Linked DNA regions of Mus musculus: regions 1 and 2 are each linked to region 3. The links are chromatin contacts, called in public Hi-C and promoter capture Hi-C maps. All regions are on one chromosome and are shown on one strand. The core of a region is the stretch at or near the end of the contact, and the rest is flanking DNA. Distances in the headings are between cores, read along the strand shown.

The links. Promoter capture Hi-C pulls out the DNA fragments that hold promoters and counts their contacts. A called contact is a pair of places that touch in the nucleus more often than the background predicts.
Region 1: a contact with region 3 is called in a promoter capture Hi-C map of cranial neural crest. The contact joins the promoter of Nsun3 here to the enhancer-like site in region 3. A contact is called at or near these places in 7 of 39 promoter capture datasets (cranial neural crest, frontonasal cranial neural crest, hippocampal neurons and 4 more) and 1 of 484 Hi-C or Micro-C datasets (cortical neurons).
Region 2: a contact with region 3 is called in a Hi-C map of embryonic stem cells, with 2.6 times the contacts expected there. The contact joins two enhancer-like sites. A contact is called at or near these places in 3 of 484 Hi-C or Micro-C datasets (cranial neural crest, embryonic stem cells and tail fibroblasts).

What each region holds. Positions count from the first base shown.
Region 1 is chr16:62,785,441-62,788,140 of GRCm38.p6, reverse strand. It overlaps Nsun3 (NOL1/NOP2/Sun domain family member 3), which reads left to right and starts at 1,425. Exons shown (of 6, transcript NM_178925.3): 1 at 1,425-1,470; 2 at 2,244-2,353. The coding sequence starts at 1,459.
Region 2 is chr16:63,500,808-63,503,507 of GRCm38.p6, reverse strand. No RefSeq gene overlaps it. Among named protein-coding and RNA genes, the nearest start is that of Gm22769, 250 kb to the left of the region's middle. Within about 2 kb of position 1,342, at least 22 of the 459 cell types and tissues checked have an H3K27ac peak or open chromatin away from gene starts, as enhancers often do.
Region 3 is chr16:64,741,962-64,744,661 of GRCm38.p6, reverse strand. No RefSeq gene overlaps it. Among named protein-coding and RNA genes, the nearest start is that of 4930453N24Rik, 28 kb to the left of the region's middle. Within about 2 kb of position 1,406, at least 1 of the 459 cell types and tissues checked has an H3K27ac peak or open chromatin away from gene starts, as enhancers often do.

The DNA of each region.
Region 1 (2,700 bases), core at 176-2,675, 2.0 Mb after region 3:
TATTTACTAGTAGGTGCATTTTATAGTGAACATAGAAAATGCACAAAATCTCTGAATATAACAGCTAAAGAGTAAATGAATTACTTTTTCTCAAATATAGAACAGGTGTGTATTCATGTAGTCATTTGCATACCAATTATTTTATTTTATACTGAATCAAAATTCTAACACACTATAGATTACTGAGGAACTTACAAAAAAATAACAAACAAACAAAAAATAAAACCAACTAAGCTTTAAATCACATTCGTGTAGAAGACATTTCCTTTGTATAGGATTTGGAGAGTCCAGCACCTACCTATCGCATATCCTATACTGATACTTTGAGCATCGAGTGCCATCTCAACGTGAAGATGCCTAGTTACTATAGGAGACCAAATCATCTCTGAGACATTTCTGGTTTGTTACCAGAGAACAAGGCAAATGCTAATGAGTGGTTATTCCTAACAATGTCAACACTGATGCTTGAAGTAGGCCAGGGCCTTGGTGAGTCCTTCCTGGTCCTTGGGAGTGTGGTCTTAGTGCTTGGTGAAAACAGGTATTATTCAAGTACCAATGATGTGACAGTTCTTATATCAAAGTCCAGCCACCTATAATAAATCAGCCTATTTAAAAAACAAAATTGAAACTGGAAAGCAGAAAAAGGCCGTTTATTCAAGGTGACCACATTGGGAAGAGGAACAAAGACATCCAGTGGAACCCCGTACCCAACCTCCGCCCGTGTCTTTGGCCATTGTCATCCGGGTTCAATCTCACCCTGTTAGAAGACGCTCTGACATTTTAGAGCTGTTGGAAAGCTCTTTCCAGAAGACAAGTTTCCCTATGGCTGTCCCCTCTTTCCTTCTCTCAGCCTGATACTTTGGGTCCATTCTTTCAGAGGCTGATAGATGGAGACCTGAGCATGTCTGGAAATATCTGCATCCCTGTCGAGCTGGCTACAGAGCATGCTAACGGCCAGCCCTCAGCACATGCCCGCAGTCTCAGTGGGGGCAGTCGGTACTTCCGGTGTAACATTTATCACTTCCCAGTTTGAAGATAGAGTGACTCGGGCAAATGTAAGGAGAGGCGCGATTTAATCTTTCTACCGCTTTTCTCATCGCGGGGTTCGGTTTTGTAAACCAGCAATGCCTGTGCATCTAAAACACTGATACAGGTCTTCTCTCGACCCCATGAACAGAGACAGGAAGGGTGACTCTGTAAACCAGCACCCACACTCCACCCTTCGCTCGGGGTTCGCACCCCAGCAGCTCCGGAGTCCCCAGAGAGCTTTGGCTCCGCCTCTTGCAGGACCTGAGTCTCCCGCGAGATTTTTGTCTACAATCTCGCGAGACCGGAAACAGGAACTGCGAGCCAGCCCATCTGTGACCTCCTCGCAGGACCCGGAAGTATGGCGTTTCTTCGTGTTACCCCGCGCGAACTCTAGCGGAGACCCGTAGTTGGCGAGCTCAGGCGGGGACCATGCTGACTCGGGTGAGGCTCTGGCGGTCGAGCGCCCCGGGCTGAAGCCACCGAGAGGCAGGGTGGACTGGGATGGGACCCGCACTGCCCACAGCCCGGAACCGTGCTGAGTGTGTTCCTGGTGCTGCTGCTGTCCCGCGGGCCGGCGACATTGTCACTGCGAGCTTTCTCAGCCCTGGGTGCACCCCGGTGATGAGGGGAGAGCCAGAAAGTTGGGGCGATGCTTATTTCCGTAAATAAACTTTGGAATACTTTTTTCTTTACAGTCTTACTTTAAAAGACAAACAACAACAACAAAACTTTTATGGCTTCTGAATTTTTTTTTTTTTTAGCATAGATTCACCTCTAACACTTGGTAATTACCACTTCGAGAAAAACCATGAAATAATTTTGTTACAAGTAAGGAGTTGATCCAACGGCAGGAACTGACATTTTAAAAATCAGGAAGCCCCACTCCTGACTAGCTATTATTGGCAGTAGCTGGCTTGAGGCCGGGAGAGAGTTGTCTTTGGGGTATGGCTCCACACCCCCATGTGCATAACGACAGCACTAATTGTTCCCGAGTGGATTTTTTAAAAGGACATGAAGTTGGAAGGGGAACACACAGTGGGAGTCTGGGTGGAGTTGGAGTGGTGTGGAGACGTGTTTATTAAAGTATGTTGTAGACAGGTATGGAAGTCTCCACGAATAAGTAGAGATATAAAGAAAATTTAATGTCACTGTCAACTTTCAATAAATATGTGATATCACAGTGTGTTGTCAGCACCTTTTTCTTATCATCATAGCTGAAAGCAAAATCAGAGGGGAAGCTTGCCAAACAGCTATGCAGAGTTGTGTTGGATCAGTTTGACAAACAGTATTCGAAAGAACTTGGGGATTCCTGGAGTACAGTAAGGTCAGTATGGTTCGTCTCTTGATATTTTGTGAGAGGAAAGGGAAGTATGTAGCAAATACCTCCTTGAGAGTGGCACAGTCCAGGAGGGAGGAGGTGACTGTACATTTTATGTGTGAAGGAATCACCTGGCATGTAGAAATGTGGGGCAGATAGTAATGCCCTCTCAAGCACTTGGCTTTTATCTGTAAAATGGGGAGGCACCACATTTTAAAACAACGCTGTAATAAAAATCCTAACTTGGAAGAAATTTAACTTAATGAAATTCAGGTAATACCAAGTCCTTAAAGTCAGTGTTCCTCTATCTTAGCTAAAGTCAGGCTTTATTTGGCAATTATTGTCACCATGCC
Region 2 (2,700 bases), core at 93-2,592, 1.2 Mb after region 3:
TCCCATCACAAATGAAGGCCTCCTTCCTTTGAGCCAGTTATTTCCAATCTTTAGTGTAAGGAAATTAGAAAGGATGTCTGTGCAAATGCAGATTTAGAAACCTTATGAGTATGCAGGCACTATTCTTGAATTTGCCTGAGTGTGGCTTTAGAATCTGGATATGCAACAAGAATCACAATGATGTTGCCAAAAGGCTTTCTAGAAAATATTTGGAAAATACAACTTTAGAAGAATAATGCCTTACTTCTCCTCAAGCGTTAGTGTCTTCTAGCAGAAGTTGGTGTCTATATCAATGCCCTTTGTACTAACCCCTGCTCCTGGGATGATTCATTTGTGTGATAATTTTCCATGGAATAATGCAGGATTTGGGTGCTTTTTATTATTTGAGGTTTTTTAAATTAGGTATTCTCCTCATTTACATTTCCAATACTATCCCAAAAGTCCCCCATACCCTTCCCCTCCTCTACCCACCCACTCCCACTTTTTGGCCCTGGCGTTCCCCTGTACTGGGGCATATAACGTTTGCAAGTCCAATGGGTCTCTCTTTCCAGTGATGGCCGACTAGGCCATCTTTTGATACATATGCAGCTAGAGTCAAGAGCTCCGCGGTACTGGTTAGTTCATAATGTTGTTCCACCTTTAGGGTTGCAGATCCCTTTAGCTCCTTGGGTACTTTCTCTAGCTCCTCCATTAGGGGTCCCGTGATCCATCCAATAGCTGACTGTAAGCATCCACTTATGTGTTTGCTGGGCCCCGGCGTAGTCTCACTAGAGACAGCTATATCAGGGTCCTATCTGCACAATCTTGCTATTCTTTGAGATTTTTATGCTGATATAAAATAAAATATGATATTTACCCTCATTGTCTTCTTCCAACTCTCCCCATATCCTCTATAACACATCTCTTTGCCAACTACAATCTTGATTGTATGTGTATTAAGTGATAATTCTCTTGAGGTAATTGACAACTGGCAAGCCTGGAAGGTTAGCATTAATTATTATACATCATACTCATGAGAAATTTTGAAAGATGGAAACTAAAGTGTCTGTGGCATTTTCTATCAACAAATTATCTGGCTGACCAGAAGACATCATTGCTTATGATTGATAGTCTACAAGCTGATATTTGTTCAATTAAAGAAGAGAGAAATATTGCCTAAAAGAGTTACCTTCTTGAATGAAACTACTTATGCAGACCAATGTCTGTTGCTTTAGAAAGAACGTTTGTGATTCACAGGGTTGGTCCTGATGCCTATCACAGTCTTTCTTCTTCTGCTTATTTCCCTTGTTGGTCATTGATTATAAGACCACATGAATGGCTCAGGAAACAGTAGGTAGTTATGAATGAAACCCACATTATTTCTCACATATGTTTAAGAGATATTTATAATTTGGGTTGCCATTCTGACATAGAGTCTTTGGTAGAGTTGAAGACCCAACAGCAACAAGAGTCATCGAAGGAGACCTTGTTAGAGGCACATGTTAGGAAGATCTTAAAAGCATCAGGAGTGCTTTGTTCCTGGGGTGGGAAGTCCTGTGGTACCTGAAGCTTATGTTCATGTCTCCACAGTTTTGCCAAAACTCGCTCATTTGAAACTGCTGTAAGCTCTTAACTCCTTCGTTCCTATTTCTCATGTTGGCTCCACCCCCTCCCCCCCATCGATTAACACACAACTACAGGCTTTTATAAGCTCTTTTTTCACCTCAAATAGTTTGGAGCCCCCTCTTGGAGACGGAGTGCCTGGAGTATTTATTCAAAGACAACTGAAGGCCAGGGCTGGTAAGCAGAGGCCTTTTCATCTGGTTTATGTAGCCAGGAGTTCACTACCGCCATCTGCACTGATCACTGAGGAGCTCTGTAGCTCTGTTCTGTGTTAACCCCCTCAGACCCCGATGGCCTCTGGGAGACCTGACCCCTACTTTGAGACACACTGAACTGGAAATAATAACTCCCATATGGGAGAAGAATACTCCAGCTTCGAGAGCTGATCGGGCTTTGTTTTTTTCTATGACCACTAAGAAAGAAGTGTGTATTGGAAGCAATTCTCTCAGCTTATGGCTATTTTCATAGGGGTTATATATTTAATAAAGGTTAAATCCATTGAAACAGTGAGTCAAAGGCACTTTTCATGACCAACAATTTCACCTACTTCAGAAGCCTGCCTCTTCCCACTCTCCTCATGCTTGCTCAAAGCAGGAACTCAGCAGCACCGGCTTTGTCTCCTAGGCAAATGGTCCTTTCCTTCGAAGAATATAAATAAGAATTTTCAATCTGAACTTGTACATCACTCTTAGATGTCTAGCTCCTCTGCACAAAAGCAAAGCCTTTTGAGTAATTGCGAGACTTAATTAGCCTGTGTTCACACAAAGTCTTCCTTTGTTCACCTATCAACAGGCTGCTTTCATCAGTGGTCCTCCGACTCTCTGAGGACCATTCTTTTCCCATGTTTTATACTGATTTCTATTTTCAGCCTTGGAGACCTATGATGTAAGGCTCTACATTTGAGTACCCAGTCTCCCTTTCCTGATTCATTCCCACCACAAATAACTCCTTCCAAGCTTGTTGGTGATCTGATCACCTCCCGAGTCTGCTAATGCCTGCCCTTCAGTGACATAGAAAGGACATTTGGAACATCAATGGGGTTATGGTGACAATGGGCTATGTAAGCTAGTTTCTTTCCAGCCCATTTTCCCATCAGAG
Region 3 (2,700 bases), core at 157-2,656:
GAGGCTGGAGAGAGAGGGCAGTGGTTAAGAGAATGCACGGTTCTTGCAGAGGACCTGAGTTCAGATCCCAGCACCTATGTCAGACATCACCACTACCTGCCACCCCAACTCCTGGGGGAGTGATGCTGTCTTCCAGCACCATGGGCAGTTACCACATATCATGGCCTGAACAGTTTTATGGCGAGTGACCAGTGATGATCTCTCCTACTCCTCCCTTCTCCTTCCTCCTGCCTCGCTTTCCTTGTTTCCTTCTTTCTTTCCTTTGTTAAGCAGCTTGAATTTATTGCTTTTATCGAATTTGGAAAATGCTTGCTGTTATTTCTCCAATTACTTTTACTCCATACTCTCTCTTCGTTTTTTGTTTTATCCACAACATAACCAATAACATGTCCTCTAGGCTGCTTGATCTTTTCCCACAGGACACGGGGACTACATTTTTTTTCTTTTTCAGCATTATTTCCTCTGAGTTTTATTTTGGGTGGCTTTTATCGCAATATTTTCAAGTTTACTTTTTATTTTTCCTTATCAAGACTTTAGTCTATTTTACCCAGTGAATTTTTGGATACAGGTCATGTACTTTACATTTCCAAAGGTCTTATTCATGTTTTTATATATTTCATGTCATATTTTATATTTTATTTAATATTCTTAACCTATTTCTATTTTGATAATGCTTTGAAGTTTTTGTCTATTAACCCACCCTCATCACTCAGTTCTCTCATTTATATTGATTGACTGATTTGGGGGTTAAAATTTATATTTTTCGGTTTTGAAATGTTCATTAATTTTTTTATCACGTTAAATATTGCGATTTTTTTTATTGTTGAGTGATAGATTTTGTTATATTCCTTCAACAGATTCTGTACTTTTTCAGGCAGGCAGTTGACACTAAGAAATAATTGTGTTCCTTTTTTAACAAATTGCTTTAATGCGAATTCTCGTGGGTTGATGCAGACATTCTCTAAGACAAACTGCATCCCAGTAGAAAGGGCAGTCTCATCCACAGATGCTCTGGAGTGCTCAACGAAAGGGCAGTCTCATCCCCAGATGCTCTGGAGTGCTCAAAGCCTTAGTTTTCTTGGTATGCCATGGTAAAAACCCCACAGATGGAGTCTATTAAACAACGGCAGTACTTTCTGTATCTCTGGTGTCTGGAATCCCGAGATCACAGAACGGACAGGGCTAGCTCGGAGGAAACTTATGTCCCGGCTCTCAGATGGATAGCTCAAATGTCCTCACTTGACCCTTTATCTGTGCATGCTCAGAGAGGCAGACAGAAAGAGGAAGGGGAACAGATATATCTATATCTATCTACATATAGAGTGAGGGTCTGATTTTTCCCTGAGGCTTCTTGATCTTCCTTAAAAATCTATTTCTGTCAACTTGATATGTCACGTTTGGTTGATATCTGTGGGAGGCCTGCCCTTTTCTGAAGGGAAATGGAGCAGGGATGGATGGGAGGTAGGCAAAGGAGAGACTGGGAAAAGAGGAGAGGAAACTGTAGTCAGGATGTATGGAATATATAATCAAAAAGGAAAAACACACAAACAAGCAAAACAAACTGTTTCTGTGTACACACATGCCTGGGCTACATACATGTGGTGGTCAGAGATGGTGGTGGGAGTTGGTTTTCTCCTTTACTGAAGGACCTGGGGTGGGGCTGGCTGCTTGGCATGACGTGGCTTTAATTGCCGAGCTATCCCACCAGCCTTTCCTTTTCCTTTGTTTCTTTCTTTCTTTTTTTAAAATTTTTATTAGGTATTTTCCTCAATTACATTTCCAATGCTATCCCAAAAGTCCCCCATACCCTCCCACCCACTCCCCTTCCCACCCATTTCCACTTCTTGGCCCTGGTGTTCCCCTGTACTGGGGCATATAAAGTTTGCAAGTCCAATGGGCCTCTCTTTGCAGTGATGGCTGACTAGGCCATCTTTTGATACATATGCAGCTAAAGACAAGAGCTCCCGGGTACTGGTTAGTTCATATTGTTGTTCCACCTATAGGATTGCAGATCCCTTTAGCTCCTTGGTTACTTTCTCTAGCGCCTTCATTGGGGGTCCTATGATCCATCCAATAGCTGACTGTGAGCATCCACTTCTGTGTTTGCTAGGCCCCGGCATAGTCTCACAAGAGACAGCTATATCTGGGTCCTTACAGCAAAATCTTGCTTGTGTATGCAATGGTGTCAGCGTTTGGAGGCTGATTAAGGGATGGATCCCCAGATGTGGCAGTCTCTAGATGGTCCATCCCTTTGTCTCAGCTCCAAACTTTGTCTCTGTAACTCCTTCCATGGGTGTTTTGTTCCCAATTCCAAGAAGGGGCAAAGTGTCCATACTTTGGTCTTCGTTCTAGCCTTTCCTTTTCTTAAGAGTCAATTCTTCCTGTTGTTGGATTCTGAATCATTGCCAGCAATAGGGCATTCCTTTAACTGAAACCTTTTGAAGGTTTCAGATGGCTCTCAAGCTTAAATGTCATATTCTAAGGAATGTTTTCTAGTATCTTTGGGGCACTTCTCTTCTTGTTCAGTCTCACCTTCCAAATGGATCCTGCTATGGTCCTATCTGTGGCACAGCGCTGCTGTAAGAGTCAAGTAGTAAGTGAGTTGGGGGAGAGTTCCTAGTTGTGTTCATGTTCTTCTTCTCCACCATTCAAGCCTTAGCTTAAAAAGTTCTTCCACTGTGACGTCTTTTCTGACCATCA